Regions from separate parts of the Mus musculus genome. Here all the other regions are linked to region 2. Evidence: chromatin contacts called from public HiChIP or PLAC-seq data. All regions are on one chromosome and are shown on one strand. The core of a region is the stretch at or near the end of the contact, and the rest is flanking DNA. Distances in the headings are between cores, read along the strand shown.

The links. HiChIP or PLAC-seq counts read pairs in DNA pulled down with a chosen protein or histone mark.
Region 1: a contact with region 2 is called in an HNF4G HiChIP or PLAC-seq map of pancreatic cancer cells. The contact joins the promoter of Anxa8 here to the promoter of Bmpr1a in region 2. A contact is called at or near these places in 2 of 39 promoter capture datasets (hippocampal neurons and neural stem cells), 2 of 115 datasets of contacts at active chromatin or transcription factors (forebrain and pancreatic cancer cells) and 3 of 9 other capture datasets (adipose tissue, liver and macrophages).
Region 3: a contact with region 2 is called in an HNF4G HiChIP or PLAC-seq map of pancreatic cancer cells. The contact joins the promoter of A630023A22Rik here to the promoter of Bmpr1a in region 2. A contact is called at or near these places in 1 of 115 datasets of contacts at active chromatin or transcription factors (pancreatic cancer cells) and 2 of 9 other capture datasets (adipose tissue and liver).

What each region holds. Positions count from the first base shown.
Region 1 is chr14:34,084,585-34,087,289 of GRCm38.p6, forward strand. It overlaps Anxa8 (annexin A8), which reads left to right and starts at 1,395. Exons shown (of 12, transcript NM_013473.4): 1 at 1,395-1,492. The coding sequence starts at 1,472. The region is part of intron 1 of A630023A22Rik (RIKEN cDNA A630023A22 gene); the gene reads right to left.
Region 2 is chr14:34,501,245-34,503,944 of GRCm38.p6, forward strand. Bmpr1a (bone morphogenetic protein receptor, type 1A) reads right to left here and starts at 1,302. Exons shown (of 13, transcript NM_009758.4): 1 at 1,151-1,302.
Region 3 is chr14:34,101,440-34,104,139 of GRCm38.p6, forward strand. A630023A22Rik (RIKEN cDNA A630023A22 gene) reads right to left here and starts at 1,315. Exons shown (of 5, transcript NM_001251843.1): 1 at 1,159-1,315.

The DNA of each region.
Region 1 (2,705 bases), core at 145-2,644, 420 kb before region 2:
TACCCATCCCTGCCCACGCCACAAGAAAGAGATGACAACTCTGTTTGTAGAACAAAGAACACTGGAGTCAGGGGTGGGAACTTTGAACATTTCACATCACGGGACCATTCATAAAAGGCTGTTCTGCAACCTCGGTGGCCCCACAATGGGGTCTGAGCTGGATCATGAGATGCTTGACTCCTCTGCAGGGCATATGAGACAGCTTTCTCTCCTGGTTCTGAAATGGACTCCTGGCATCATGCAGAGTGACATGGACCGGGAAACTGCCTATGGCTTCTTCATGCTGGGTAGCCTGTACATAATGTAGGGTCGAGCCTCGTGTGTAGACTGCTGGGGACCCAGGCAACTGTGGCTTGCAGGTCCTGCTGCTGGTATGAGGGCAGTGTTGGCTTCCAGCTTGTTCTGGGCTTGTGCTATAGGCCTCTACATGGACCAGTTAAAACTGGACTGGACATGGAATTGGTGCCTGAGGCAGCCAGTACAGAAGGCCCTAATGAAGCAAGGCTGTCAGGACTGGCTGGGGCTGAAGACTGGGACATTAAAACCTGACCCTTCAGAAAGAAAAAGAAACATTCTGCAAGGTTTCCTTGGATTTAAAAGTCATCATGAGGGCTGAGAGCTTTAGGAGCCTTCCTGGAACTGGGTGATGCTCCCAGAGGCAGCAGCCTCACACTGAAAGGTAGCTAGCTAGGAGCTAGCTTAGTTAAGGGATCCTATAAGAAGAGTTGTGCTGAGGGAGAGTTGAAGAAAAGTAGGAAATTCCCAAAATTGAGCTTCTTGGAAGCTAGTTGGGAATAGTACTCCTGCCCCTTGGCAACTAGCATCTCCTACCCCGCCCCTCCCCATGGGAGGCAGCAGCCTCTCACCCCATGAGAGTTGGTACACAGTCACTCTGTTGTCACAACAACTGTCATTTAAGCAAATAATCTAGGTGCTTGCGAATGGTTCCCTCTAGCACAGGAACTCATACCTGCTTCCTAAGACTGTGATCATGACCCAAGGATCCGTCGTTACAAGATGGTTAAAGAGGAATTTAGACACAGTGCACCCCAGGGAATAGGGGTGGCTGTTTCTGTGTCCTTTGCTGAACTCATTGTGCTGCTAAGTATGCAAAGATGGCAGTAAGCAGAAGGGCTGCGCGCTGCCGGTCCCTTCTCTCTGTGATTGAGGTCTAGCCAACCTCAAGAAGCTATAGCCATGTTTACTTTCAAACGCTACCTCAGAGTTTCCAAGCTATGTGACAGCCACAGCCCAAACATTCTCAGGGCAGGCCCGGGCAGTGTCTGGGTGGGGTCTGGGAGTCACAGGAGGGGCCCAGAGCCAAGCGGAGCCTGAGGTGGAGGGAGGGAGGGCTGGGTGGGGCTGGACCTGTGTACACAACCACACCTACTATCGGGGAGTAGCTGTGTCCAGTCACTGAGCAGAGGCCAACTAGTGTTTCTTCATCTCCCTGGGAAAAGCAGCAGACAGGATGGCCTGGTGGAAAGCCTGGGTAAGTTGAAATGGTCTGGGGAGATGGGTCCCTAGTCCTTGTTGGGAGTGTGGAGGACACAAAAAGTAAAGCTGAACCTGCGAGGCCAAGTCCCGGTGAGGAAACTGGGAGAAAAACCCTGTCCACGCTTAGAAAAGTTAAGGTTTGAAAGGTAAGACAGTTAAAAATAAAACAAGAACATTTTTTTTTTTAATTTTTAACTGCAAAGAGAAAGCTAAAGGATTCGAGTGTCCAGAGGGAGACTTCTGTAGGGGAAAAGCTACTTTAGTGCCTCTGTGGATATGTGCAATGTGTGAGTTTGTGCTTGGAGAGACTCTAGCAGGCTGCTCCTTGCAGAAGTAGCAGTGTGTGAAAGGCGCTAGGGGGCCCAGGAAGTTGACTTTGGAAAACATTGCCCTGTTTGAGCATTTGAATGTTCAGATGGGTTGGATCTAGGTCTGGAGAGGATCCCGGATGGAAGGAACATCGAGGGACTTGAATGACAGGCTAAGGGGTTGGAGCTCGACTTCCAAACAGTACGGAGCCACCTCTACCCACATGTACAGCCGAAACACCTCATGGGCAGGCACACGGCTACATGTGCTATGCACCTTCCTCGTCCCAGCTGGGGCACTCAAAGAGGGAAAAGCTGAGGTTCTGGGACACCAGGTAGCTTGCTCAGGTCCCTCGGACAGCTTAGACTAGAGAAAGCCCAAAGTCTCTGCACAGTCTCCGGGCTCCTTATAGGCAGAAGATCCAAGTTGGCCCAGCTTCAGGAAAATCTTTGTTGCTGTGCCACCACCCAGAGAGAAGCTGTAGGTGTAGATGCCCCGGGAAGGGGGGGGGGGCGTCTCTGGACAGATAGGACAGACTAGAAGGCAGGAAGAGATGAGCTATCATCCTGACCCTCAGGAGAAAGCAGCCCGAGCAGTGGCTGTGCATAGCTTCACAGCAGCTGCTGGCAATACGCCTTGTGCAGGTGCACACAGCAGGGCTCTGAGTGTTGGGCAGTTCCTGCAGTCAGATGCTGGCCAAAATAGCCTGATTCTAGGCCCTGCACTCCATAGGGCAGGGGCAGGGGCCATCCTCTTGGGGACCTGATTGGATTGGTTGGTACTCTCAGAACCTTCTGTATGGATGGGGACACTCCTGTCGGCATCTCTCACCACTGTCACTGGAACCTCACAGCAAGTCTGTAGGATGGGTGGCTTTACACACAAGGGTGGAAATGGAG
Region 2 (2,700 bases), core at 52-2,551:
TTCCCAAGAAGTGTTCATAGTTTAGTTCTGACACTAAAAAAAAAACAAAAAAACAAAAACTAAGATAGTTTTGTTCAACATCTTTTAGTTCGAGAACAATGATAAGCATTAAATTACCTTTTATTTTATCTCGAAGTTTAATTTCCCCTCACGAGCAAACACAAGTCGGTTTACAACTGAAGCAACACAGGAGTTCGTGAATAACTAGACAACGCTCCTAGGTCTTTGCACAATTTTGCTTTAGTAAGAAGGCCATACTCTTGAATACGACGTCCCTGGGTTCAATCCCGGCTCACTTATCTAAGTTATTTAAACCTCTGCGTCTCGGTTTCCTCTTCTAAAGCAACAAAGAATACAATAACCAGGGTTATCTTAAGAAGTAAATGGCGTGACACCGGTGCTAAGTTCGTATCATGTAGTCAGAACGGTTTGTAAGCTGTTTAAAAGAGAAAGCCTGCAGCTCTTTAACCAAATGAAAAAGATCCACACCACGACTTACAAGTCACAAAAACGCCAGGCACGACTAACACACGGCGTTATTATTTTTCTTCCCTGCCGCGTTGGAGGTTTGGGATTTTTGGTTTTGGTTTTTTTTTTTTAATTTTTAATTTTCCTTTTCTTTGCCAGATCTTTCCGCTAGGAGTCTGAAACGGGGGTTGGGGGGATGTAACGCAACCCAGCACAAAGTTTTACGAAATCGAAGTGCAGAATCACAACAGACATGGCAGCGGAGGCCGCGCAGAACAACAGGTGAACCAACTCGCAGGGACGGAGGGGGAAACCCGGCGCCTTCCCGCAGCCAAGTTGGCGGGCGGGCCGAGCACTTCGCCCGGCCTCCGTCCCCGCACTGAACACGCTTCGTTCTCGTTCTCTAGCAGGGTCCCGAGACCCAGTCCCCGCAGCAGCCGCCGCGCAGCTCCGGAGCGGGAGCAGAGCACCGTTCCCATTTAAGGCTTCCAGAAGCGTCCCCGGAGTGGTGCGAAGGCGAACAAAAGGGCAAGCGCGGGCGGGCCGGGCCGCGGGGCCGGGGGGTCTCTCCCGCAGGCCCCGCGGAGGCGCGTCGCGGCCTCCCCTGCGCCGCCACCGTCGCCCCCAAACTTCGCCGGCCTCCCGCGGCGCACCCGCACTCCGTCGCCACCCGCCAACTCACCGGGATCCCGAGAAACTCATCCTCCGGCGCTCGGCGCGGGCGGGCACGGACAGCCGCGGGGCGGCGGGGCCCGGCTCGGCCTCCGCCCTCGGCGTGCAGCGGCCCGGGCCCGGTCGCCCCTCGCGCGGCCGTACAGTCGTCGTCTCGCGCGGGGCCGACGCGCGGGAGCTCGAGCCTCCCTCCCCGCCCTTCCCTCCTCCCTCCGCCCTCCTCCTCCTCCTCCTCCGCGCGGCGGGCAAGCAGATTCCAATCTCTGCCGCCTCAGCCGCGGAGGACGCTCGCTCGTTCGCGGGGCGGGGGAGGGGCAGCGGGGGAGGGGGGAGGGGCGGCTCGGGCGAGCAAGAGGCGCCGGCGCGCGCGCACTGGGAAGGGCCCGCCAGCTCTGCGCGCACCCGCGCCGGGGCGCCGGCCCCGCCCCGGACACGAACCGAGCCGAGAGCTCGGCGGAAGCGCCCGAAGGGCCCGTGGAGTTCGGCGCCCCTCTGCCGGGAAGGAGGCCCGGCCGCCGGCACGGGGGCGCCAGGTTTGCCGAGGGGAGGGGGTCGCCCCTCAGCGCACGCCGCCGCCGCCACCGCACGCGTGACGGAGGGGCCCACTGGGGCAAAGCTGCGTGAAGTGGACGATGCGGGCACACTCCTTCTAGAGCCGGAGCTCGGGCTCCACGGGAGAAGCGGCCCGGTGGCTCCGAGGGCACCGAGGCTCCCGGTGCGGGATCGGTTGCCCGTCTCGTAGTTGTGGTTGCAAAGAAAGATGTAAGGCACACTGCATTCATTACTCACCCCCTCCCTTCCCCGTCCCCCGGTGCTCTCTGGTTCTGGCCCGCCGGGAGGAACGTGGAGGTGCACGCGTTCTCCGGATCACGTAGCGAAAGCCTGGTTTCGGCCCGGGGGCCCCGCCGCTGGGGTGGCTTGTGATCCGCGGGCCTGCGAATTCCTCGGGCGTAAGATAAGGAGCGGCGAGAGCCGGCTGAACTGAAGTCAGCGGACTATAAATACGACTCTCAATCCACCTTTGGCTCAGCCGAGTGACCTCGGATACCCTCCCGAGGCTCTTTCCATCCTTTTAGAAAAATGCAAAGAACTGTCACTACCTCTTTTCTCCCTTTCCCCTCTCATTCGCCATGCAAAATGCCCTTAAAAGTATTCAGTGGCCTGTGGATGAAGAAGGAAAAGATAATCCCTTTTTAAACCAGTCGTTAAATATATAACCTCTTCCGTTTAAGTATTTCAACAAATATTTCGTATTCGTTCTGTTAATTCACTTTTCTGAGAAAACTATAAATCTCTTGGGAAATTGTTTAAAATAGACAGAAGAAAGAGTGAAGGAAGAAACTGTGCCAGGCACTTCATACTTGTGTATTTACACACATTCTGGCCTGGAGGGAAAAAGCAAAACAAAACTTAGATCCCACGGTATTCCCTCATATTCAGCTGAAAATATGTACAGTCCCTTATATTCTAGTTTTAACTAACTGTCCTTCGTGCCCCCTTTCTCCTCCGTCAGCTTTTGCCTTTAGGGCCATCAGTGCCTCCATTGTCTTTTGTTACATT
Region 3 (2,700 bases), core at 65-2,564, 400 kb before region 2:
CCCCCGGAACCAACGTCCCAGCTCCGTCCATGGGTTCTTATCTGAGAAACAGAGCTTTAGGAAGCAAACCTGTGGGCATCTCCCTAAGGCAATGCTTGGAGTGACATGTGTCCCATATAGCCCTGGGGACAGGACTTCTAAATGGTGATTATTTCCATTCCCCTCCTAGTTTGTGACCCAAATTCTCATATCTCAGGGATAAGTGAGGCATTAAAGTTAGTTAGTCCTATAGCAACCTGCAGCTTTTCTGTATTCTCTGCTACTCACGCACCCAGGGGTGACCCTTGCTGAAGTTGGTATATATAGGGTACACTTGGAAGTATCCATAGATGAGAATTTATTTTTTTTCTTGAATGGTCCTGTCTTTTTTCTGTTACTGTATCTGTAGAGTCCTTTCCAACTAAGCCAAAGTCTGTTGGAAGACCCTGCTATTAAGGGAGTGGTCCACCATGTCCAGACAGCTCTCTGAGCTTGGAGTAAAATGGAGGACTTCCTCTCTCTCCAGGGCTTCCTCTTCCCTGAGCTTATCTGGAGAGTGTCTCTAAGCACAGGTGCCTGACCGTACCTAGAGGATGACCCTGCACAGAGCTTCCTACAAATGCACACAAGTCCCATTCAGCTCTTCCCGCACATGATCAGTCGGTACTGTGCTATGACCCATCAGCCCGTCCTGCCCATAACCCCCAAAACCTTACCTCTGAAACATAAAACAGATCTGTCTCCCTGAAACTATCTCCAGAAGTCCTTCCGGCATATTCTCAGCTGTACAAACCCTGCTCACAGCTCCTGCTCCCTCTGTCCTCATGGGGCAGCGCCCAATGCCCCACACTACCCCAAGGAGACCCACAGTCACACAGTCAGCCTCCTTTACCTTCTCTGAGCACCCTCCCCATGTGTTTCTTCTCCAATTCCAGCTTCAGCAGCAAGCCTCCCTCTCCCAGGGTAGCCCTAGCACCCTCTGCTCACTCTGGCCTGCCTTTAGCAAGAATCCTGTTTGGTGGCTTTTGTCAGAGTTCCCTTTACCTCTATATCTCCTCTGACCCTTGATTCCCAGTCCCCATTATTCGTACAGAACTAAGTCAAGTACATGCAAGGTCTCTTCTCCCTTCATGCAAGCTCTAGAGAGAATCTGGTTTTACAACTTTAGTTGTTACCCACCTTGTTTCTCTGTGACCACGGGTGCTCTGTGCTTACGGTCTAGCCAGGACTCTGTACCGAGAAAGGCTCGTCCTGGTGCTCCAGCTCCTTAGCTTTCTCAGAGAGCTAACCCATCCCAGAGGCTCTGGTCTCCTATCAAGGTGTGTGACTCCCTTGGAGCTAATTCATTTCCTTCTGTTGCAACATGAGCTGACAGACAAGGGCTAAGCAGCCGGGAAACTGAACCCAAATCTATGGCTGTGGTGTAAATCAGTCTTCTTCCTGTAAGAGCTTTGGAGGGCTTCCAATAACCTTTTAGGGATTCTTTTCTGCTTAAGCAACCCATAGTAGACAACTGTACTGGCAGCCCTGTTACACAGTATTGCTGTTCTGATCACATCATTCTCAGAAAAACCAAGTACTGTGCAGGCCAGAGCTTTGCCCTATTCATTTTTTAATATCAAGTATCTGAGTTAGTTACTTTTCTATTTGCTGTAACCACACACATGACACAAACAACTTATGACAAGAAATATGTGTTTAGGTCCCTGGTTTCAAAGGGTTTGGTCCATGGCTATCTGGTCCGCAGGAACTTGGACAGAGCATCACAGTGGCTGGAGCATTACGTCAGAGAAGGTTCTAGCATCACAGCAAGCAGAGCGAGAGAGGAAGGGGCCAGATATCACCAAAGACCCCCCTCCCTGTGACCTCCCTTCTCCAACTCCACCCCATCTCCTGAACTTGCAAGAACCTCCCAAAATGCACTACCAACGTAGGACCAGGTTTTCAACACATGAGCCTTTGGGGGCAGCTCAGATTCAAACCCAACTATGTCTAACATGCATTTGGCACTCAGCGAATGGTTTCAAAAGAAAGGCAAGTAAGGGTAAAGAACTCGAGGACAGAACATCTCGCAGGTATAAAACAGGGCTTTAATGGCCTCAGATTCTGAGGCCTCTCTGTGGGTCCTCGGCCAACCCTAGTAAACAGTAGCTCAGAGGCAGATCTAAGGGAAGACGGTAGCTGCTCTCATTCGACTGCAAACGGCTTCTAAGTCTGCCACTGTTGAGACTGATTGAGAAGACTGTATCAGACCACCAGTCGGGGGAGACTTGAGGGCAGTGACCAGAGCAAGAGCTTGGCACTGGTGTCATGCTGTGGGAAGGGTAAGGCTGGAGTGTTGGCCTTGGCCTGCCTGGTTTTTATTCTTTAGCCACAGAAGGACTGTCTTCCTGGAATTTGAATACTTGGCAAGAAATAGAGGGGAAATGAATTTGTGGTCAACAATTTGCTGTTACCTGAACTATGCATTCTATATGACGCCAAGTTGTGGCTGGTCAAGTAAAGTGTTAAGGTGAAGTTTGAACAGCTAAAGGCTGACTTAGTACTCATGAAGCAGACAGGGCAGGAAAGAGCATTCCATTCTAGGAAAAAGGTATGCAAACAGCAGAAGGGATTGGTCTGTCCCAGACGTGCTAAAGGAATGCTGTGTTAGCGCCCACAGAGATAAAGACAGAGGTGTCAGGGGCAAGTTAGTGGAGGCTCAAACTGCTACAGGCTGAG